4 separate regions of the Mus musculus genome follow, and all the other regions are linked to region 1. The links are chromatin contacts, called in public Hi-C and HiCAR-type maps. All regions are on one chromosome and are shown on one strand. Each heading gives the region's core, a stretch centred on a gene start, on an enhancer-like site or on the middle of the called end of the contact. The rest is flanking DNA. Distances are from core to core; before and after follow the strand shown. Region 1 overlaps Jazf1 (JAZF zinc finger 1). Region 2 has its middle 16 kb from the start of Tax1bp1. Region 3 overlaps Hibadh (3-hydroxyisobutyrate dehydrogenase). Region 4 holds the start of Hibadh (3-hydroxyisobutyrate dehydrogenase).

Region 1 (5,684 bases), core at 506-3,005:
CTGAGCTACACCGCAGCAGCAGCTGCCCTCTTCTAACCCGGGCTGTTGACAGGTCCTGCTGAGAGCCCTTGTTCCTGAATTTAACAAATCTGGAAGCTCAACATTTTCATTTTGAGTTTTTATTTGGAAGTGTCATTTTATTGGAACCAAAATCTCTGGTCCGTTCCCCTGAGGACATACTGATCTTGTCTGAAGCACTGAATATCCTCTGGGTGAAGGTGCTGCCAGGCCCCAGGCTCCCAGCAAAACTGCAACCTTGCCCTCAGACCCCTGCCTCCTTGGTATCCTTGTAGTCTCTCAAGAAAGCCTGTTAAATGACCACAGCACCATGAAAGGATAGTTTAACACAGACATTTCTTCAGTTTCATTGTGGACTGCCTGGGTAAGAGTTCCTGTGTGTGAGATGTCTATCCACCTCTGTGAGTTGGCTAAAGCATGGGTCTCGTTATGATTCAAGAGGTTTATAAATGACCCTACACTGTATAACTTCACTACAAGGGAATATATGGGATAATGTTCCACATTGCAAGTGAATGCTTTCAGCTCATTGATGGAGTGCTTTCTTTGTGCCTGAGGCCCAAAGTTCAGTCCCCAGTACTGGAAGGAAAAAAATTAATGCTCTTAACTGTTAAGAAAACTAATTCAGTACCTTTTAATACTTATGCTGACTTAAAACTATTTGAAAGACAAGTCTCCTGAGAGACTCTCAGACTAGCTGTGGGGGCACGCAGCTGTAACCCCAGAAGTCTGGAGGGCCTTTAGCTCAACACCACCTGGGCTATAGCTATAGCAAGACTTGGTAGAAGAAAATGAACAAAAAGGTTATTTATTGATTGTTTGCTGATAGTCAAGCAGACTCCAAGGCTCACAGTGTGGCCTGGGGAGTGCCTCTCCATCAGAGCCACGGCCTTCCTTTGTTTTCTTGTCACTTTCTTGACATTTGCTCGTTTTTATCTCTTTTGATTTATGTGCATGCATATCGGTGAGTGTTGCGGCAGATGCGTGCAGAAGAAGGCTTTAGACCCCCTGGAGCTGGAGTTGCAGGCAGTTGTGAGCTGCCAGACACGGGTGCTGAACTCAGGTCCTCCTCCAGAGCTGTGGGTTCTCTTAACCCCAGAGATGTCTCTCCACCTCCCCACCGCCACAATTTTATCTTTACAAGTAGCTTTCTTTCAGCAATGTTTTATATCAACCCCATCTAAAATGTTTTAAAATCAATATAAAATGCCCTTTAAAAATCCATGCTAAGTTCCTTAAAACACTTGAGAGAGCCCCTGCATTTTCCTAAGTTGCCACTTCATGAGAATGAGACGTTGGCTGAGCAAGTCTCAGCTGTGCCCACACAGTTGACTTCTATTTTCTTCTTCTCCCTAACTAGCCTTCCTAAGCCCAGGCACCGTATAGTCTCTGAGGGATCAGTCAGAGCCTGTATTCTTCCAGACCTTAAGAACTGTTAGGACATCGACAATAAAAAACAAGTCAGTCCCCTAAAGCTCTGCCATGTCCTTTGAAGACAGAAATTTACATCCCGAACAAGCCAGCAAAGGAGGGTTTTCCTAAGGCTTTTTTTTGGGGGGGGGGAATAACCAGTGCCAGCCTGCCCTTAGGAAACATCCTTCCAGTGAGCTCTGCCTCTGGGCTCTAATAATCGTGATATCCCTCGCTTCCACTTCTGCTGATGAAAAGCCACGCTGGCAAGAGGCTGACAGGCTTGCGGCCTGCAGAGGGCGCTAGAATACCATATTTTCTGAGACAATCCTTCTAAAAATCAGAAACTGGGAAACTACAGAAGGGGGAAGGGCAAAGCCTGAGGCTTCTTAATGCTTCCAACAGTCAGACCGACTGCTTGCAGTCTGGTAAACAGGCTAGGAATTGTGGGCAAGGCCTTTCCCTGCGTTTTGCACCAAGTGTGAGATCAGATGACTCTGTCCGGACTCATTACTTTCATAGCCTAGAGCTAGTTCACACAGCAGCAGGAGTCCACCAAAAAGGCATTTAATTAATGAAATTGAAACTGGTACTTATAACTGCTGATTAGTAGTACTCAGGGTTTTTTTTTTTTAAGTATTTCAAGTAATTTATAAAGCACTTACATAAATAGAAAGCTTTAAATGCTGATATTCCATAAAAAGTAAATAAAAATATTTTTATGCATTAAGACTTAATTAAGTGTCATGATTTCATGTCACAGATTTAAAACAGGGCAGGTGAGACCTGCCAACATTACTACAGCTGCGTTTTACATGCGGAAAGTAATTAAAATGGTCGTTTATGTCTTTTTCCACTTACGGGTATTTAGAGTGCTTGGTATTACACCATGTATTTTCCCAGCAATCATATCGTGGCAGTGTATCTTAGCAGCCGATACGTTTGTTGTTGGTGGAAAGGTGAGGGGAACATTGGTCAGATGAGAAAGCTGTCCTGCACCACTGAGAATGACAAGGACTTCTTCCTGCGAGAGGCCCTTGTTTCTGTTCACATTGGCCTCTTTTTTCCGTATGAACAAAACTTAATTAATTTTCACAAGAACAGTTTTTCCTTCTATTGTCAGGAAGAAAAACAGCAGAAGGCAGAAACTTGCCTGCCCGGTCACGTGACCCCTGAGTATGTAGACCTCACCCTGTGTGAATGAGTCCTGTTTGAAGCTGGTCTGTTTCTCTTGTTTAGCTAGGAATGTGCTAACCTTAAATGGAAGGAAGACCCACCCTCAGGAAGTTGAGTGGCAGTTAGCAGTGGGAATAATGTCCTGAGTTCACACATCAGAGCTGAACTGCAATTCTCTGGATAGAACGGAAACAGATCTATCACTGTGTACTTATTTACTGCTGTTATTTATGTTAACAATCATAGTAGAATTATTACTTGATGAAGTTTTAACGATGTACATAATTTTGTGCCCCAAGAGGCATCAGCCACCACGAGAGGCTGAAGTCTCAAGATCAAGCCGAGGTCCCAGCACTTTAAAACATCCTGAGTGTAATGTACAGCAAGTGCTAGGTGAGTCCAGGGCACTTGTCATTCCTCCAGCACGGCTTAACGTCTTTTCAAGCATTCAGTCACACCTGTGAGTTGTCCCGTTGCTTGGATTGTGTGAGCAGCAGTTGAGGATTCCGAGGTCACACAGTTACATAGAGTGGGTAGGACAGCCTTCATAGTCGCTTAGCAATCACCTATTAGGAACAAGGAGTGAATTTTCCTCTCTGCCTCTCCTTAATAGCATTGTAACAACGGGGCCTATCTCTAGTGTTTCTGTTTGAACTAGTCAACTAGTGATTATTTACAAGCAACACAGATACAACTGGACCGCCAGCCGGCCACCTTCCTTTTCCAGCTGTAACCTCCTCGTACCTGTGCCCTGAGCTTGCGGTCCAGCCTGTGAGCAGGGCGACGCGTTGTCAGACAGTGAAGACAGCGTGGGCCACTCGTGTTCATGGGATGATTGACAGGCTTACTTTTTCACTTAATTTTGGAGAAATTAAGTCATTGTTCATTTTTAAACTCCTCACCAATTGGAGAATGAGCGAACTTACATTTTTTTTTAATCCCTCACTGAGGTTAGCTCCATAAAATGTCCAGCTTTCATTCCCATCCCTAACTCCCAGATCCAAAATATGCCCCCATGTTCAAACATTGTAATTCTGCAAAATATAATTTTCAAGCCTGCACCAACGAGGTGGTCTCCCCCCCCCCCACCTTGGTTAGCATTTAAAATTGCTTGCCTGTGTTTCAGTGCCACTTCCTTCACTTATGGAGCAGCTGTCCTGGAGTCAGCTCTGTAGCTTCAGAAATCCCAGCTCTGTGTGCCTGAGAAAGAGGAGTCTGAGGCAGAGGGCTGGCCAAAGGACCTTCCGGGGGCAGAGAGCTGGCCAGAGGACTTTATGGGGGCCATGTTTAGACTGTTCGCACTAATGAAACCTGAACCAGGCTCAAGCACTCCTTCCCAGCAGTCTCTGCCATTCCTCACAGTTCACAGCACATCAGTGCAAACCACCAGATGCCACGGTCAATCCCACTGGCTGTATTCTGCCCCTGAAGTTATCGCCATTCTGCTTCGAGGTTCTACTCCTTAGCTATTTTTTTAAAACTACAGCGAACAGGTAATCTATAGTCAATTCATACAGAAAAATGGGAATTTGCATTGTTGGCAAAAATCGCCACAGCTCTTCTCAATGGAATAGCCAGGCAGCTGCTGGCAAGTCTGTCCTCAGATCCCACCGCTCTGGGCAGCAGCACATGCTCAGTGTTACTTGGCGAGTCAGTAACACAGTGTGCATGTGCTGTAGCATATGGGCCGCGCCATTCCTCCTCTGCGTACGCTGCTGACAGCCCTCCTGTGCTGACGATACTGTAGAGATGCCGGCCACATGACCTCTGCCCTTCAGAAGTGAAGTACTGTTAACATGTATAGGAAAACAGAAGTGACTGAGTGCTGAATTCTGTGGCTGTCTTGGGTTGGAATTGGTGCTCACACACGGAGGGAAGTGTTGCTAGTGTGCAGATAAAAATATTACTTGATCCAGAAAGTAAAGAATCACTAGGATTTTTTATTATTTAACTAAACGTGAAGAAGAAACCCTAGCCTTAGTTCAGATGCATTTGCCAATATTGCAGTAGCAAATCATAGCTAGATCTCCATGAGAAGCATTTGGTGACTGTTCCTCACGCGCCCCAGAGCTCACTGGAAGGTGTCCCACTCATTGTAGCCACTCAAGAACCTTGCATGTGCCTGGAGGTGGTAGCACATGTCTTTAGGAAGGATAAAATACTTGGTATACCATTAGTAAAAACAGCTTATACCCTGGCAATCATGACCAAAAAGTCCTACTGTGTGGGGATCCTGAAACAGTCTTCTCAGATTCCACTACTGCTTAGAAGACACCTTGGGGCTTCCCACCACTGAGTGCCCTGTGTCGTAGTGAAATGTCTGCCAAGAGCTGGTTTGTTGCTGCATTGCTACTTTCTGTCCTGAACTCTCTGTCCCTTGAAGTCTCTGAAAGCTGTGTGTGTGTTCAGGCCACAAATCTTGAATAATTTGAGCTCACTGGTATCCATGTCACCCTTTAGCCAATATTCTGCAGGTATAAGTCTGTATTGGTGACCTTCTTTGCAGCTAATGTATCCTAGCTTTGAAACAAAATGTCTCCTCCTCCTTGCTTGCCTGCCACAGGACTCAGGAGATGCTATCCTGTGGAGATAGTCTCAAATCAGTGCTAGCCTGTTATACTTGAAGACCCCTGTTGCTGTACAAGTTGGATTGGTTTGGTTTGGTTATTAGCTCATTGCTTTCCCACGCCTGTTACAATTCACTGTCAGAGTATTTAGGTGAAAGTATTCTTTGCTAGAAAGTGCTCCGGATTCAGAAAGAGCATTTCAAACACTCACATTTCTTTTTCTTTTTTTTTCTTGTTTTTTTGAGACAGGGTTTCTCTGTGTAGCCCTGGCTGTCCTGGCACTCACTTTGTAGACCAGGCTGGCCTCGAACTCAGAAATCCGCCTGCCTCTGCCTCCCGAGTGCTGGGATTAAAGGCGTGTGCCACCACGCCCAGCTTTCTTTTTTTTTTTAATTAGGTATTTTCTTCATTTATATTTCCAATGCTATCCCAAAAGTCCCTCATACCCTCCCCCACCCACTCCCACTTCTTGGCCCTGGCATTCCCCTGTACTGAGGCATATAAAGTTTGCAA
Region 2 (5,301 bases), core at 815-3,314, 140 kb after region 1:
TCTGACATATTCTTATGGCCTCCATGTACACCGGGCATGCGGTTCATATATATATATGTATGTGTGTGTGTGTGTGTGTGTATATATATATATATATATATATATATATATATATATATATATATGAAAAAAAACATTCATATATAATATAAATTTTAAAATGTTTAAAGAGAATGGCTGAATTGTAACATGCCCTCATTTTACAGCATGAGAAGAATAAATAAGCTGACAATTGTACTGCTGAGTGACTAAACAAAATCATGAAACAGTGCTCGTTAGAGAGGCCAATTTACGGAAGGTACGTGTTACCTGGATTGCTACCTAGGTTCTGGGGATAGTTTGGATAGTTTAAATATTTACTTAACCTTTGGAACTTCAGTTCCCCATAGCATATGAGAATGTTAACATTAGTGTCTATCTCAAAGGCTCATGTTCACATTAAATGCGTTGATGCATTTAATTATATTTTAAAATGTTATCTGGCACTTAGCTATTTTTGGTAAATGTTAACTACTACCATCATTATTGCTTTAGCATAAAATATATATATTACTTCCATATCTATTTATATCTGTCTACACACACACACACACACACACACACACACAAACACTCACACACTTTTGCTGGAGAGAGAGGCACACACAGTATCAATAGAGGCAGGAAGACTGAAAGTTTGAGGCCAGCCTGAGCTACATAATGAGACCCTGTCCAAAAAAGAAAAGCCAACATTTGCATATGAGTAGGTACATACATGTATGTGTATGCACGTGAGTATGGATGCCAGTGGGCAACCTTGGATGTAATTCCTCAGGAGCCACCCACCATGTTTACTGGGACAGGGTGTTTTGTCCTGGGGATCAATCACCCTTTACGCTATGATGGCTGGCCAGTGTGTCCCAGTCTCTGCCCTTTGGCACTAGGACGTCAAGCACATGCCACCATGTCTGCTTTTAGAGAGGTGCTGGAGATCAGACTCAGGTCCTCAGGTTTGTGTGGCAGGCACTTTACCAATAAAACTGTCTTCCAGTCCTCTCTATAAACTTAGCGTGTTGGCAGATGATCCTGGGCCTCAATGGGACACACAGCAGCATCAGTTGGGTCAGAAGAATCAGCTGTGTGGTCACTAGGGACAAAGTGACTAGTTCTTCATGAGCCATGCCTAGCAGTATGGTTTTCAAGCCATCCCCAAGGCTTGTGAGTTACCCACTTCCTGGTTTTTTTTTTTTTTTTTTTTTTTTTTTTTCCCTTAAGAGAGGGCTTTTCTGTGGATCCCTGACTGTCCAGGAACTTGCTCTACAGACTGGGCTGGCCTCATACTTAGAGATCCACATACCTCTGCCTCCCACCCAAATGTTGGGATTAAAGGTGTGTGTGCCCCCTGGCTAGCAACACTTACTGTCTTTTTAATAAAGATTTTCCCCTAATGATCTGGAGTTGATTGGTTTCCTTACTATATGTTGAGGACTTTGGCTACTAGGAGGATTTTTTGTAATAAAAACTCTCTCTAACCTCTCTAACCTTTTATTATGAACAATTTCAAACATGTAGAAAAGCAGAATAATAATTGTACAGTGAGTATCTGCATACTGTCACCCAGACTCAATAATTAGTAATTTTGTGTGTGTGTGTGTTCATCCGTTTTGTTTATTTGGTTGATTTAGTCTCAGTTTTCAGATGGAATTTTGGTATGGGGCTCAAGGAGGCTTAAACTCAGTTCTTCTCCCTCAGCATCCCTGGTGCAGGATCACAGAAGTCCACAGAGCACAGCTGGTAATGTTTCCGTACACTTGCTTTGTCTTTACAGATGCCTAAATATTTCTTCCTGGAAGTTGGAAGGGTGGCTGTCTGATTAGTGATTTGTTTTGTTTTGTCCTGATTGGAAACAAATGTAGTCTTTTACAAAACAGAATATATGAGATTTAGGCCTTCTTTTATGGCCCAGCTTCTACTCACAGGTCAGGAAGAAACAGAAACTAACAGCTGTTAGTTAGACTAACAGGATGTACTGGGCTTATTAGCGTGAGTAGAACAAGAGAGGTGACTCTAGGACACAGGCTGTGGGCTGCTCCAAATGCATATAATCTGCTCCTCTCACCTTCAGCCTGCTTAAGGGACAGACAGAGACAGAGGGATACAAGCGTTAATCACTTCCTTGGCTCAGAACCATGTTCCTGGGAACGCTGAGCAAAGCAGACACACACAGTTATCATCCATTGCTGTCAGAAGTTTGCACAAATATCTCAGCATGGTGATCAAGAACTGCCACAGCCTGGTTACAATCTAACTGTCCAGCTCTGGCCACTTCCTCTTAGAAAACCCCAGTAACGCAGTTTCTAGGATGTATTTCAAAATGCTTTTTCCCCCTGTGTCTGTGCTCAAATTCACCTTCATTCTGTAAAGCCTAAAATGGATGCCATATACCCAGGGAAATGTTTGCAAATGGCTTATTTTGCTCATCAAATCTTTATAGTACCATCTCGAGCTTTTCTCCAAATTAAGTAAATTCAAGAAGGTAAGAATATTATTTTAGTACCTTTCCACGGTGTTCATCAAACAATATGTAGTCCATTTTTGTGAGTTTAATTAAGATAAGCAATCTATAGTAGCTTTACGAGTAAATACCAGTAATTAAAAAGAATTGTAATGAAAAAGAAGTTCGAATGATCAAATTTTTTCTGAGGCAGGGATTCATTGTGTAATACAGCTGGCCTTGACCTCACGACCCTCCTGCTTTTGCCCCCACAGAAGTAGGATTACAGCCAGCACACCTAGCTCGGATGGGCAATTCTCTCTGCTTGCTCTTCCCCATATCTGATAACACATCTTTTGGGAAGCCTCCTGAGACCCTAACTTAGAATTCTCACATTGTAATTGTTTTCTTTTAGAGCATTAAGACCTTCTACATGCTGGATAAATGCTCTGCCACTAAGCTATGTCCCCAGCCCTCTTTCTCACTATTTTGAGACAGGGTCACACTAACTTGCCCAAGCAGGCCTTGAACTTGCTGTCCTCTTGCCTTAGCCTACAAAGTAGCTGGAATTTCAGGCCTTCACCATCAAACCCCATCCCCTATTACACTCTTTTGACACTATACACCTACTGTTTATTCATACTTTATAGTTTCATTAGTTTTCATGATTATTTTCTAATATCCTTTGCTATCAGTAGTTAATGTTGCTATGTGCTAAAAGATCACATTTTGTTTCATTCATCACCATGGCCTTACCATGTAATATAATTAATGAATAAGTGACTGACTATAGTGCCATCGTGGTGCCTAAAAGTCAAGAGTTTATGCAGAGAGACACTAATAACTATATAAGAAATCATCCTAGAAGAGAGACTAGAAATTTGGGTTATAAAATGATGCATATGCCACGCTCTGTGTGCCATTTTAAATAATAATCAAAAGACTGGAAAACTACTTGTGACTTAATCTAACAAAAAATTCATTAGCAAGTTTATTTTTTTATAAATCAATTCTTACATGTTCAAGCAGGCAGTGTTTTTAACATATGGTTTCCAGTTGCCATGGTGATGCAGGCCTATAATCCCAACACTTATTGGAAGTGGGGGGTGGGGTGAGAGAGGTCAGGGGCTTAAGGTTCTCCTCATCTATACTTTGAGTTCCAAGACAACCTGAGCTACAGGACACCCTGCCCCAAGAAACCAAAAGCTGGGACTGGAGAGATGGCTCAGTGGTTAAAAGCACTGACTGCTCTCCCAAAGGCCTCCCCTAAGTTCAATTCCCAGCAACCATATGGTGGCTCACAACCACATGGTGGCATGGAATCCCATGCCCACTTCTGGTGTGTCTGAAGACAGCAACAGTGTATTCATATACATAAAATAAATCTTTTTAAAAGAAGAAACCAAAAGCCAAATAACAACAATTTTCTATACACATGTGTATGTGAATATGCATTCTTAAAATACTCTCTCTCTCTCTCTCTCTCTCTCTCTCTCTCTCTCTCTCTCTCTCTCTCTCTCACACACAGAGAGAGAGGGGAGGGGTTGGATAGTGAGAGGGAAAGGGAGGAAGGCGTAGTGCTGGTGATGGCTTCATTAGAAGCTATTATTTTAATTTGCAAAAAAATTACCATCATAGCCTGAATCAATTATTGACACTATCTAATTTAGAGAAAGTAGAATGGAGAGATAGCAATTATCTAACTTTCATGATGAAAACATTTAATTGGCAACATAAAGCAAAACTCAGACTGTCAAAATAACTGTTATTAATATTAATCATATCTTCAAGATGATTTACAAAGTCTTCCTTTTCCTTGTAAAGAGAGCAAGCATAGATTTTTATGGTCTAAAACTTACTTAAAATGAAAAATTCTTTTTCAAAGCTCTTTTACTATCCTTCAAAACAGTCTGCCGCCTTAGACTCCAGCACAAGCACTGTGTTTGGCACGTAGCTTAAGCTCAGATGCTGGTAATATTCCTCATTAAGGAAAAGGGAGCTCTGTATGTTTTCAATGTTCGTTTCTGACACTTAATTAGAATGAATGAACTTAGCCATTTACAGATGGCAAGGGCTGCCAGGACTTCAGAAACCATAGACCAGAAAGATTGCTGAGATTTGTGACTTTACTCATAGGAGGCCAAGGGCGATCACACTTTAATCCTACGTGTATAGCTGAGCATGTGCGTCTCCACGCCTGTGGAGAAGTCTAAGTGAGCCTAAGGCATGACCTTTGGCAACTTGGTGCTGTACAAGGAGCATACAGAAAATTGTCTGTAAAAGAATGCATTAGAATCCCCAGTACGTCTTGGTGAGATCACTATGTTGTCAAACAGTAATAGGATGTTTAAAATACAAATAAAGTATGCTCTTCCTGAGTGGTGTCCACTCTGTGTGTGTAATGATTGGATATATATTGGGTAGTTCCAACTTTGAATGAGTTAGTTATCTTTCACTTAGGGGACCAACTCACCTCTTGGTACCCGTGACGCAGTAAACAACAGCCTCCAGATGCCGAAGTGTTCTCCTGCCGGCACCAGCAGATGGCTGGGTGGATGGCAGACACAAAACCTAACTCCATCCCAAGCTAGCTAGCTAGCTCACTTTCTTTTCCTGGTTTGACACATACAAAAGAAGCCACATGATTTGTATTTGATATTAGAAATAATATAATAATAAAAGGCACAAGCAACTTGAAAAGAACTAAAATATTATCAATTTCTTTCATCTACCTATTTTAGATTTCTATTAGTCTGATTCATCTTCCGAAGTAACTGCCATTTAAAATTTTTGGTTTTCTTTTTCTTTATTTATTTAAGATTTATTTA
Region 3 (5,045 bases), core at 952-3,451, 230 kb after region 1:
AAAATTATACAGTTTTTTATACATCACGGGAGCCTGCCCTTTCAGTCTGTCTAGTATAATACTGGAACATTGTTAGTGTCCAATAAATGTTTAAAATTTTAGGCTGAATTCAAGTGGAAAAACAACTATGAAAAACAGACAGGATAGTGGTGGTCCCCCCTTTATCAAGTGAAAATAATACACAGAGATGTTAAGTAACTTATTTCAAGCTTGTACCTGTTTGGTAGGAAAGCTGAATATGAGTGTGATATTTACTTCACAGTTATTATAACACAGCTGTGTTTAGAAACTTTCTCAGTGTCCTTAATTTGTTGCAAGTAGAAATAAAAGTTGTTAAATCAAGAATGCTCTTTAGAGTGTGAACTCATTTCTCGGCTAAAATAGCAAATAACTGATGTGGTGCGCTGTTACAGTAATGACATTGAATGACTGATCTTTAGTATCTCTCCTGTTTCCACTCCTGAAATGGATTGGCCTTAACCGTATGGCATGCTTTGTACAGTGATTCATTAAATGTTTTAGACAAGGAGATTTGGAAGCACTTTGAACACTAAAATGTGCCTCTTTCTATGTGGGATTCTTCCATCAACACAGCAGCCTGATCCAGCTTGTATAGGCACACAAAGAATGGGTGAGTGTGGGTCTGCCATCTTGACCATCCTGCCCTAGTCGGCGTGCCAGATGACTGCAACCTCACTGGTCACCATGGACCTGACCAGCAATGCACTGTCCAATAGGCTCAGTGCAAATTGCTTATCTATACAATTGTGAGAAAGTAAAAGTCATGGCATTTGAGTACATGATAGACCCAGTTGAGTCAGGTAACCAAGATACTTGTCCAGGATTTGTTAGCAAGCTGGAGAAAGTGATTCTGTATAGAAATCTGTTTGATTGTAGTAAATAGTTCTTTAACCTTGTCTCTATATTTCTGATCACTAATGAGTATGTTACTTGGCAAGTTGTTATGAAATACCCACATTTGCTCAGATCTGATGAAGTAGTTGGTAAATGTCAATAGAGGTTACTATGCTTTTTCATGAGTGTTGTGGTTAAGTAGTGTGTCCAGCTTTTAAGTGTCTCTTCTGCTCCTAGAATGGACATTTATTATTAGAAGGAACCTTATGAATTACTGTAGTCTGACTCTATTATTTTATAGATGGAAAAATGAGGTTCAAAACCACTAAATGACTTGCCTGGGGCTTTCTGGGTGGTTAGCAAACCTGGGAACAGGATTCCCGTCTCTAGGTCAGGTTGGCTTTTCTTTTATCTGCCAGAGCTCCTTCCTTTTAGTGGTATCTGGGTGTCTTCTCTTTGTCCAGAACCTTGTCCTTGTCATGGCAGTCTCTTTCTGATAGCTTTTTTTCTGACAATTTGTCTTCCCCACAGCTAGTTCTGTCTGCTACTTACTCTCTGGTAGGTACTGTCACATCTTGAGAACCTAAAGGGAACTGCCTTGTCTTCTAACCCCTAGAGGCCAGCTTCTAACCTGAGCCGGGCTTTCCATTTCTTCTGCAGTCACTTAGGAGAAATTGGTTGAGAAAACATTATTGTGTAATTTGAAGAACTGAAAGTTCTGACCCATCCTACTAATTAGTTGGAGAGTGACCTGTGTTCTCAGAGAGCATGAAGTGGAAACTTAAGAGTTCTTTGGAAAGTCAGTTGTGTTGGAAGGTGTTTTGCTGGGGCAAACATGTGAAGGAGCATTTTCCTGAAATGGACACAGGTGGAGGACTAAGGCAGACTTGTGAAGGAACATTTCGCTGAAGCAGACACAGGTAAAAGGAGATGCTGCTAAAGCAAACACATGAAAGGACACATGATGAAGGGGGCCTTTGCTAACAACACGCATGTATTGGTCCGCCTTACACTGTGTAGTTGAGCATTTGTTGAGATTCCATAGAGAGAAACACACCAAAAAACTTCTGGTAGTGTGCTGTAGTTCATTGCCACTTCCGTGGACTTGGGCGGATTGGCAGATGGATGTCAGTTGAGACAGACACATGTACTGAGGCAAGACATGTGATGTTTGAAGGGTATAAATGTAGGACTTCACAGTCATTGATGGAGGCTGAGTTTGGCTTGTATAGAGCTAGCAGTGCAACACTTGTGGGTCTGGTGTCTTTGCTGAGTCTTCGCTTCCCTGAGAGAACTCTTGGCATTCCTCCTGGTCCCTCCTGCTCACCCGAGCTGAGGCTGAGGCTTGGCTGTCTCTGCTAGGTAGTGGCACTGCTGCTGATTCATGTTGGCTAGCTCGACCCTATCTGTGAAGAGTTTGTGAGTGGATCAAGCTGCCTCTGCTAACCTGTGAACTGAACTGCTGCTTTCCAGACAACACATATCCTTTCTTTCCCACTACCTCTGCTGGGTGGTGGGCTAGAAGGGAGCTTAAAGTGTTTAAGAGCCATCATTAAAAATAGGTTTTGAAAAAATTAAAGTTGCAACAGAATGAGTGGGTTGGAACCGGTTTGGGGAGCTTTTCCTGTTTGAGATTACTAGCTAGCTCCTGGTGCTTACTCAAGCCTGCAGAGGAAGAAGTAAGTGCTTGATATGACCGGGACGTGACCCATTCCCAGACATAAACCCTTGGGGGTTGGACAGGATTGGGCCTGAAAGCTGAAGGACAGAAAAGATTGTTTATTTTGCAGCAGTTGAGCTATGTCCACTTCTTTCTTTTGTGCATAGCATAGCATCTATTCCATTACTAGGACTACTGTATTACATTTATGTGCTTGTTTCTTCTCTTAGACTTGGACGTGTGTAGGCCTTATTTAGAAAAATAAAAAAAATTTATATCTCCAGTATATATTCTTTTATTTATTTATTTATTTATTTATTTATTTTCGAGACAGGGTTTCTTTGTGTACCCCTGGCTGTCCTTGAACACACTCAGTAGACCAGACTGGCCTCGAACTCAGAAATCTGCCTGCCTCTGCCTCCCGAGTGCTGGGACTAAAGGCGTGCACCATCACGCCCGGCTTTCCAGTATATATTCTTAGTGGACATTTAATAAAAACTTAATGAAGAATCAATCAGTTCTTTCTTTCTTTTCTTCATGCTTTACCAAGCTACCTGCTGATTCATATATATATGATGCTGGGAATCAAACATATGACTTTCTCTACCATTGAGCCCACATCCTATCCCTTTTCAAGATGGTGGTGGGCCTCTTGCCTAACGTTCACAAGGCCTGGGATTACAATAAGTAAGTAAAATAAAAATATTTAAAGATTAATGTTGAACATTTTGGGTTTTCCTGCAGTCATTCCTCATTCTTAAACTGTAGTATTCAGAATAGTGTAAAGAGGAATACTTTCATGAAGTTTAGAATGTAGGAAAACATGTAATAATTTGTATAGTTGCAAAGTGTACGCTAATGTAGCAGCATTCCCAGGAGCTGTGCAGAACAGGATCTCCTCTGCAGCACTTTCCACACTAGCCAGTTGCCATGAAGAGGCACGTCTCCCTGAGCTGTTGGCTGTTCCTGTTCTGATTTTTCCTTCATATGCTGGTATGCATATTTATAGAGAAACCAACACTGCATTTAACTTACACAGCTGATTCTATGTTACCTGAAAGAGTGTTGAGTTTGGAAATGGAAAATGTATGTTAAAGATAAGTTCTGAAATCCTCAGATGATTTCTGTAATATCCCATGTGAAATACTGGAATTTAGGTTTAAATTTAACAGTTCTTTAGCAAGTATTTTTAGATTTTTTAAAAAACATTTTATTTACCTTGGTGTTCTGCCTCCATGGATGTCTGTGTGACGGTGTCAGATCCCCTGGCACTGGAATTACAGACAGTTACGAGCTGTCATGTTGATTTGAACCTGGGTCCTTTGAAAGAACAGTCAGTACTTTTAACCATTGAACCATCGCCTCAGCCCCCAAGAAGTATTTTTTAAACAAAGAACGAAAGTTGGTCTGTTCACACCATTCTCTTACCACTGTTATCCCTGTTAGTAAATTGTCTTAAGGAAGGACAAATCTCAGTACCAGGGGCTGGAAAGCCGGCTCAGGAGGTAAAACATTTGCTACAAAGGCACAAAGGTCAGAATTTGAATTTCCAGAACCCACATAGAGTTTAGGTGCAGTAGCACATGTGTATAATCCCAGAACACCTAAAGCAAGATGGGATGTGGAGACTGGAGAATCCCTGGAAACTCATGGGCTGGCCAGCCCCGGGCCCTGTCTCAGACAAGGTGATGCTGTCCTCCTGGCTTTTGTAGGCATGCTGTTGAATACAAGCACTCATACACGCACAGACACACACACAGACACACACACACACACACACACACACACACACACTGAAAAGAAAGTGGAGAGTGAGTGAAGGTCTAAGACCTCTAATGTCAACTCTGGCCCACTCCACACACGCAATAACTCATGAAATTTACACTTCTTATCTGCATGCACACAAAAAGGAAAGGTTACATTTCCTTCAACAAAATAGCTTACAATTCAAAGTACTGTGTTTATATAATTTTATATGATTGTATATTGCTTTATGCTTGCATATTCTTGCTCTGTATTATGTTGGTAATACTTTGACCACAAGGGACATAACCCACTTTCCTTTTCATACAGTAACTGTTTAGTAAGTTCTTGTTACATTTCAATATGCTTTGGATACTAGGGCTTCGGCTTTTCTTCTTGGAGCCTATGTTTATGGGGATAGGAGTAAGCAAATAAAGGGAATCTCAATAATTAGTGCCTTTAAATAAAAGTACTAACTAGGGAGATGGAGACTAATGGGAGGCCCTTTTCTGTAGAGTGAAGGATGGTCTTTCTCAGGAAGTAACATTTAATCAGAGGAGTGAGTGTAGAGACCCAGGAGAGTATTGTGTTTGAGGGGAGGGGACTGCTCTCTACAGGTTCCTATGTGTGAACAAGCTGGGATGATTGTGGAGCCTTTATCATTCTAGCATTAGGGTACTTGGTTGATGGGTTAATAGTAACTTACTTGATTACCATTTCTTACACCGGCCTTTATTTAACACTTTGTGGTTATTAAAGTAAAGCTAACCAGGCCTGCTATTAATTA
Region 4 (5,583 bases), core at 111-2,610, 200 kb after region 1:
AGGTAGGCATCTTGGTTTTCTTATTGCTTGCCCTCCCCCTACCCCCCAAGCCCCATTCTTGCCTCTTGGCCTACTTTTCTTCAAAGGTTACAAGTCTTGTTTTAGTGTACTGAAGATAAAAATTCTCCAGTGGAAATTGAATACTTTGCGATTATCCTCAAGGAACAGATATTCAAATATGTATACTGTCTTACTTAGGGTTTCATTGCTGTGAAAAGACACTATAACCATGGCCACTCTTATAAAAACAAAACCATTTAATTGGGGCTGGCTTACAGTTGCAGTGACCTAGTCTATTGTCATCATGGTGGGGCACATAGCAGCATCCAGGCAGACGTGGCGCTAGAGTTGGTGCTGAGAGTTCTAGGTCTTGATCTGAAAGCAGCAGAAGGGGACTGTGTGCCACACTAGCTGTCGTTTGAGCATATGTAAGACCTCAAAGCTGGTCTCCACAGTGATGCCTTTCCTCCAACAAGGCCACACCTTCTCCAATAAAGTCACACCTCCTATGTGCCAAGCACTCAAACATATGAGTCTATGGGGGCCATGCTTATTTAAGCCACCAAATATACCAAATAGTCAAATAAGGAAAGATCAGCAAAATATCTGTTTTTATAATATACATATATACTACTTCCTGGGTTTAAATGTACCATTAGATTTTGGGTTCAAAAGATGCAGGTTGTAGAAAATTTTAAACATTGACGCATTTCTTGGAACTCAGTAAGTTCCTAGAAATTCTACTCTTCAAAGAGAACAGTGCTATTAAATTACTTCCCTACTACTTTTCAAATACGACTGGAAAAACCATTGAGTTGTATATCACATAGATTTCAGTTATTACACACATGGTAGATTCTGTGATTGTGTTTCAACAGACGCTGAAAATATATATGTTAACCCTGGGAGGTCCATGTATTTATTACTGAAGTTAAAAATGAGTCCCTATACTAGGAAACACAACATTTCTGCTCTTTCCTTTAATACTGCAGTAGCTGCGGTTCTTGTCTGGGAGGAAGAAAAACAATTAGCAGCCCAGTGAAGAGGCAGTTGCTCAGTGCAGGTGCTCGGAGGAGGCGGTAGTGAGCGACAGCCACCGCCTCCCACACACCCCTCAGCTTTTGGGTAAACAAGAATTCTCTCACCCAAAGGTTGTAAATTCAGCAGGAGCCGGAGGCAAGGCAGGGCGTCTATGGATTTCGGGATCCTGATTGGACTGTTCCCGACTCCGGCCACGCCTCTCAACACAGTGCTCCGCCCCGCGCTGGGCGGAGTCCAAGCCGAGCAAGGAGAGCGCGTGCGCGAGCTGTCCTTACGGAGGTGCGGGCCATCCCGGCTGCGCACACTCGTAGTTCACAGGCCGTGTGTGAGGCGGCGGAGGTCACGGCGCGGAGGCGGGGCGGGGGACAGCATGGCAGCCTCCTTGGGGTTCCGGGGAGCAGCCTCCGGCCTCTGGTACTGGAGCGGCCGGCGGCGGCCCGTGGGCAGCCTTGCAGCGGGTAAGGACCTCGCGCCCCATCTGCTCTTCTTCCTCTGGTCATCCGAGGAGGGCTTTTCGCCCGAAGGGCTGCGGTTGGTTTGAGGGTAAAAGCGACAATTGTGGTCGCCTCCTAGGCCTGGGCCCCCTTGTAACTGCCTCCTGAGCCGTCAGCCTTCCACTCCTGCCCTATGCCCGGCTCCAGATTGTTCAGCGTTTCCTCTGCGGGACCCAGGAACAGCTTGTGATGAAGGGAGGAATGTTTGGGTCCCTGGCGTGCGCTTTGGATTTGGGGCTCCTAGGACATTTGGAGGGCTCAGCTCCAGAGGTGACCCCACCGCACCCACCTCTGGGACCCCTGGCCTTCCAGCTCCCTGGCTTCACCCTAAGCGGGGGCTCCCTCAGACTTCAAGGCCTAATTTGTGTTTTAACTACTCTAGTCGGTGGCATGGCGGTATCCTAGAAATCCAGCAAAGTTTGTCACCCTTGACCAGCAAGCAGAGCGAACTCCATTATGAAATGGAGTTGTGCTGCCTCAAAGTGGTGGACTTTTGTCGAAATATTAACCACAATTCTTTGCCTCAAAGTTGTGTCTATAACCTAACCGACTACTATGCTGTGCTGCAAGTATGGAAAGTGACCAGGTTTTAAGCTTTTAGAGCGACATGAATATCTGAGAACTGCTTTTCACATGAGGATCTCCCAAGGCCTTAGAATGAGTAAATTGGGACTTCTCCAACAAGATCCAGGAAGTACCCCTTGTTTCTCCCTGACTCTTGGATTTTCTAGGACATCAAGACACCTCTTTAATTAAGAATTGGTTGAAATGGTCATTACCAAGGCTTTTAGAATGCAGTTTCTCATTTGCTGTGGACATGACCATAAAGAAAAATTCCCATGAGGGTTTTCATATGCTACTTGTCTAGCAGTTAACCTGTTGGGAACATGTGTTGAAAAAAAAAATTGGTTGATTTGTGGGAGATACCGAAGGATTTTTTTTTTTAAATGTAAAAGTTTATTTTAACAATGTGCTGGTTAGCACTATCATATACAGGACTAGCAAACAAAACACCGTTGCCTTTGCTTAGCATGCAGGAGGCTCTGGATTCAGGGTGCTTGTGTTCACTTGTTTTAATTTTTGTGTAAGAAATATGTTGGGAGTTGATTTCTGAGCAGCTCCCAGTCTTTGCCCTCAGGAAAAACTTATGAAATTTCTTTCTGCTTTGGAAGAGCATTTGTGTGCAATAGGTAGCAGATGACAGATAAGGAATTGTGATTAGCCAGATGCAAACACATGATTTTGGATATAATTTTTTTCTTTTTAAAAACACTTTGAAGGGAGCAGCAGTTTTCTTATCAGTGTACAACATTTTGAGATCTGATTAGTTCAGGATGATATATTTGCTGTTTAGTGTTTTTACAAGGTGACTAATGATAGTTTCTTGAACCATTCATGTACCTTTTAAGGGTTATGAAAGTTCTTACAATTCATGATAGGAGAGTCTGAGGCCAAAGCTTATAATCCTATGCTCTGACAGCAGGAAGGACCTGTCTCCCTGGTGCTGGGTAAACTGCCTTACCAAGCCATCTTGTGCTTGGGCTGCTCTGGCCCAAAGGCATGTGTCTATGAACAATTAATTTTAAGAAAAAGTTCTTTAGTGATGTCTTTGAAACACTCAAACAATCCCTTTTTACTTTGGAGTTATTTTAAATTAGTTATTTTAAACTAATATTAATGACAAATAGTAAACTAATTACAAAAAATGTTAATTTTTTTTGAGATTTAAATCTTTTCTAAAAATTGGGGAAAATACCTCATCTCCATGCAACTTTGAAGTGTAGGAAAATGTAGAAAAGGAACCATGTTCAATTACTAATACTTGATGTTCTGAATTCTGTGGAGGGATTTGCCTCCATATTATGTTTAAGCTATTTATAGAGAATAGTTGATAGTGTTATAAAGACCCATGTACTTTTTAAAAAATGAGACTTACAAGGTGTCAACTTATGGCAGCTGTAATACATTTAATGCATACCAGAAGAAACAGAGAAAATAATTTCTTTCCTGTTTCATAATTCATTTAATAAGCAAATTTTGTATTTTTTATAAATATTTTTTATTACGTATTTTCCTCAATTATATTTGTATTTTTTAAAAAAGATAATTGTACTTAGCTTTAGGTCTATTTTTTAAAGAGGACACACACACACACACACTTTCTTCAACTAACTTATTGGGACTCCTCAACATGTACATAGAAAAATTGTATCAGGACATTTTTAAAGACCACTTGACCAAAGGTGGGGTGGGAAATTGAATAGCACTGTATATAGAGTTGCAAATACTAAGTTTAAAAAACTACAGATGCCTTTTGTGTATGTGCTTGTATTTCTTGTATGTTTAGATTTAAGCTTTTTTTTCCTCACAGTTTTATCCATAATACAGCAATTTGTGATTATATTCACCCACATTCCCCTCTGTTCTACCTCCTCCTTTCCCTCTGAACCCCTTCTTGCCAGCCTGTTCCCCAGTCACACCATTCACAAAATGATAACCCTTCCAGCAACACCCATTAGCAGGCAGAAGCACTACAGGAAGGGTGGGTCCTCATGGGACCACCTCTGTGCATGATGGCCTGTTGAAGGGTCAGGTGACCACGATTGTAGCAGCTGGGTGGTGTCTGGATGGTCTTGTTCTGTGGCATTCCTCATCATCCTCTCACTCTTCAGCGCCCATGGTCCGCGATGTTCCCTGAGGCTAGGGGAGGAGAAGTGATAATGGTTTTGTAGAATGTACTCCACTTTTTTAAAAAAAAGATTTGAATCTCAAAAAAAGTTAACATTTTTGAGGTTAGTTTACTATTTGTCATTATTATTAATTTATATAAACACTGGCATTTAAAATAATTCCAAAGCAAACCTCAAGTCCAACTCTGAGGTTGTAACCTCAGAGTAATCAAGTATATAATGTTACTGTTTTCCATTTACATTAGCGTCACTTAGTTTGGGACATGCAGGTCTGAAAGTTACATGTGGCCTTGGGACTAAAGTTGACCTTGAACTTACAAGAGTACCCACCGAGAAATACTTATTACTGAAGTAACGTGAGACCTTCCCAGAGTCCGCCATCATCCTTAGCTGAGGAACTTTTACTGTTAAGGCAAACAGTGTTTGTTACATTATTGTATGCAACAGAGGACAAAATTTGCTTATTAAATGTGCGTACCGCGGTTCTTTCTTAGCCAGTTGTGCTTGTTTCACTTCCAAGAGTCACTCACCATTAAACACAGGCTGAAAATACTACATGGAAAGATATTTTGGGATCAACCACATTTGTATAACTTCAAAACATGTTATAAATTTTCTATATTATCGTGATTATTTTTATTTGTCTCTTACTGTGCCTAATTTATAAATTAAGCTTTATTATGGGATATATACATATATATTTATGAATTAAGATTCATCATGGGGTGTATATATATTATATACATTATTTTCTGCATATTATTATATATATAGGAAAACATGTTTGACATTGTAATTTCAGACATCTTAATTTCAAACTATTTCCTTCAGATAAAGGAAGAACACAATCTTATGACACAATGAAAAATCCATTTAGAAGCTTTAAATGATTATTTTTGTATAATGAAGTAAACTTTTCCTTATGACTTTATAGTTTTTAATAGTTTTTTTATAGTCTATATTCATGTGTTCCTTTGATTAGGTAGATTTTGAAAATGTAAGATAATTTTTTTTTTTTTTACAGATAGCAGACTGATTTCTGGTAGCCAAGTTACCAAGATATAATAACTTTGCTCCTATTACATAATCTGTAAATTTAAAAACCAGTGTTGCCAAATTTTCTAACCAGTTTCTCCACCAATCAGCTAGCATCAGCTTTATGCTGACTGTGTTTTGTTTTGTTTTGTTTTGTTTTGTTTTTTTCCGGCTTGATTTTATCTGGCATCTGACATGGCTGTCTCTGCACACTGCTGTTAAGATAGGTGGGTTTCTCTTGTAGGTTTGCAGGTGTTTCTAGAGTCCCACTAAATTCCCTGGGAGCCCTGAACCTTTGGGAGTCAATTCTGTGCGCCAAGTAC

Evidence for each region. A called contact is a pair of places that touch in the nucleus more often than the background predicts. HiCAR-type assays count read pairs that join an accessible place to other places.
Region 2: a Hi-C map of rod photoreceptor shows a contact between it and region 1, with 3 times the contacts expected there. The contact joins two enhancer-like sites. A contact is called at or near these places in 2 of 484 Hi-C or Micro-C datasets (CD4 T cells and rod photoreceptor), 3 of 115 datasets of contacts at active chromatin or transcription factors (embryonic stem cells and pancreatic cancer cells) and 2 of 9 other capture datasets (bone marrow-derived macrophages and embryonic stem cells).
Region 3: a contact with region 1 is called in a Hi-C map of uterus, with 2.4 times the contacts expected there. The contact joins two enhancer-like sites. A contact is called at or near these places in 1 of 15 datasets of contacts at CTCF or cohesin (pro-B cells), 26 of 484 Hi-C or Micro-C datasets (the 3T3-L1 cell line, the AML12 cell line, the HPC-7 cell line and 18 more), 2 of 115 datasets of contacts at active chromatin or transcription factors (astrocytes and embryonic stem cells) and 1 of 9 other capture datasets (embryonic stem cells).
Region 4: a contact with region 1 is called in a HiCAR-type map of fibro-adipogenic progenitors, with 4 times the contacts expected there. The contact joins the promoter of Hibadh here to the enhancer-like site in region 1. A contact is called at or near these places in 11 of 39 promoter capture datasets (the 3T3-L1 cell line, 3T3-L1-derived adipocytes, the C10 cell line and 7 more), 2 of 15 datasets of contacts at CTCF or cohesin (CD8 T cells and large pre-B cells), 18 of 484 Hi-C or Micro-C datasets (3T3-L1-derived adipocytes, the AML12 cell line, the AtT-20 cell line and 13 more), 11 of 115 datasets of contacts at active chromatin or transcription factors (the 230-238 cell line, DN3 thymocytes, astrocytes and 7 more) and 5 of 9 other capture datasets (adipose tissue, embryonic stem cells, liver and 2 more).

The regions. Positions count from the first base shown.
Region 1 is chr6:52,834,977-52,840,660 of GRCm38.p6, reverse strand. The region is part of intron 2 of Jazf1 (JAZF zinc finger 1); the gene reads left to right. Among named protein-coding and RNA genes, the nearest start is that of Gm52903, 29 kb to the left of the region's middle. Within about 2 kb of position 1,755, at least 51 of the 459 cell types and tissues checked have an H3K27ac peak or open chromatin away from gene starts, as enhancers often do. A contact at or near this core is called in the AtT-20 cell line, adipose tissue, bone marrow-derived macrophages and 6 more, where this site is marked.
Region 2 is chr6:52,695,139-52,700,439 of GRCm38.p6, reverse strand. No RefSeq gene overlaps it. Among named protein-coding and RNA genes, the nearest start is that of Tax1bp1, 16 kb to the left of the region's middle. Within about 2 kb of position 2,064, at least 62 of the 459 cell types and tissues checked have an H3K27ac peak or open chromatin away from gene starts, as enhancers often do. A contact at or near this core is called in bone marrow-derived macrophages and rod photoreceptor, where this site is marked.
Region 3 is chr6:52,607,302-52,612,346 of GRCm38.p6, reverse strand. The region is part of intron 4 of Hibadh (3-hydroxyisobutyrate dehydrogenase); the gene reads left to right. Among named protein-coding and RNA genes, the nearest start is that of Gm33047, 30 kb to the right of the region's middle. Within about 2 kb of position 2,201, at least 29 of the 459 cell types and tissues checked have an H3K27ac peak or open chromatin away from gene starts, as enhancers often do. A contact at or near this core is called in uterus, where this site is marked.
Region 4 is chr6:52,636,077-52,641,659 of GRCm38.p6, reverse strand. Hibadh (3-hydroxyisobutyrate dehydrogenase) reads left to right here and starts at 1,360. Exons shown (of 8, transcript NM_145567.1): 1 at 1,360-1,499. The coding sequence starts at 1,412. LOC115490472 (a small nucleolar RNA gene) reads left to right here and starts at 2,305; the gene lies at 2,305-2,426.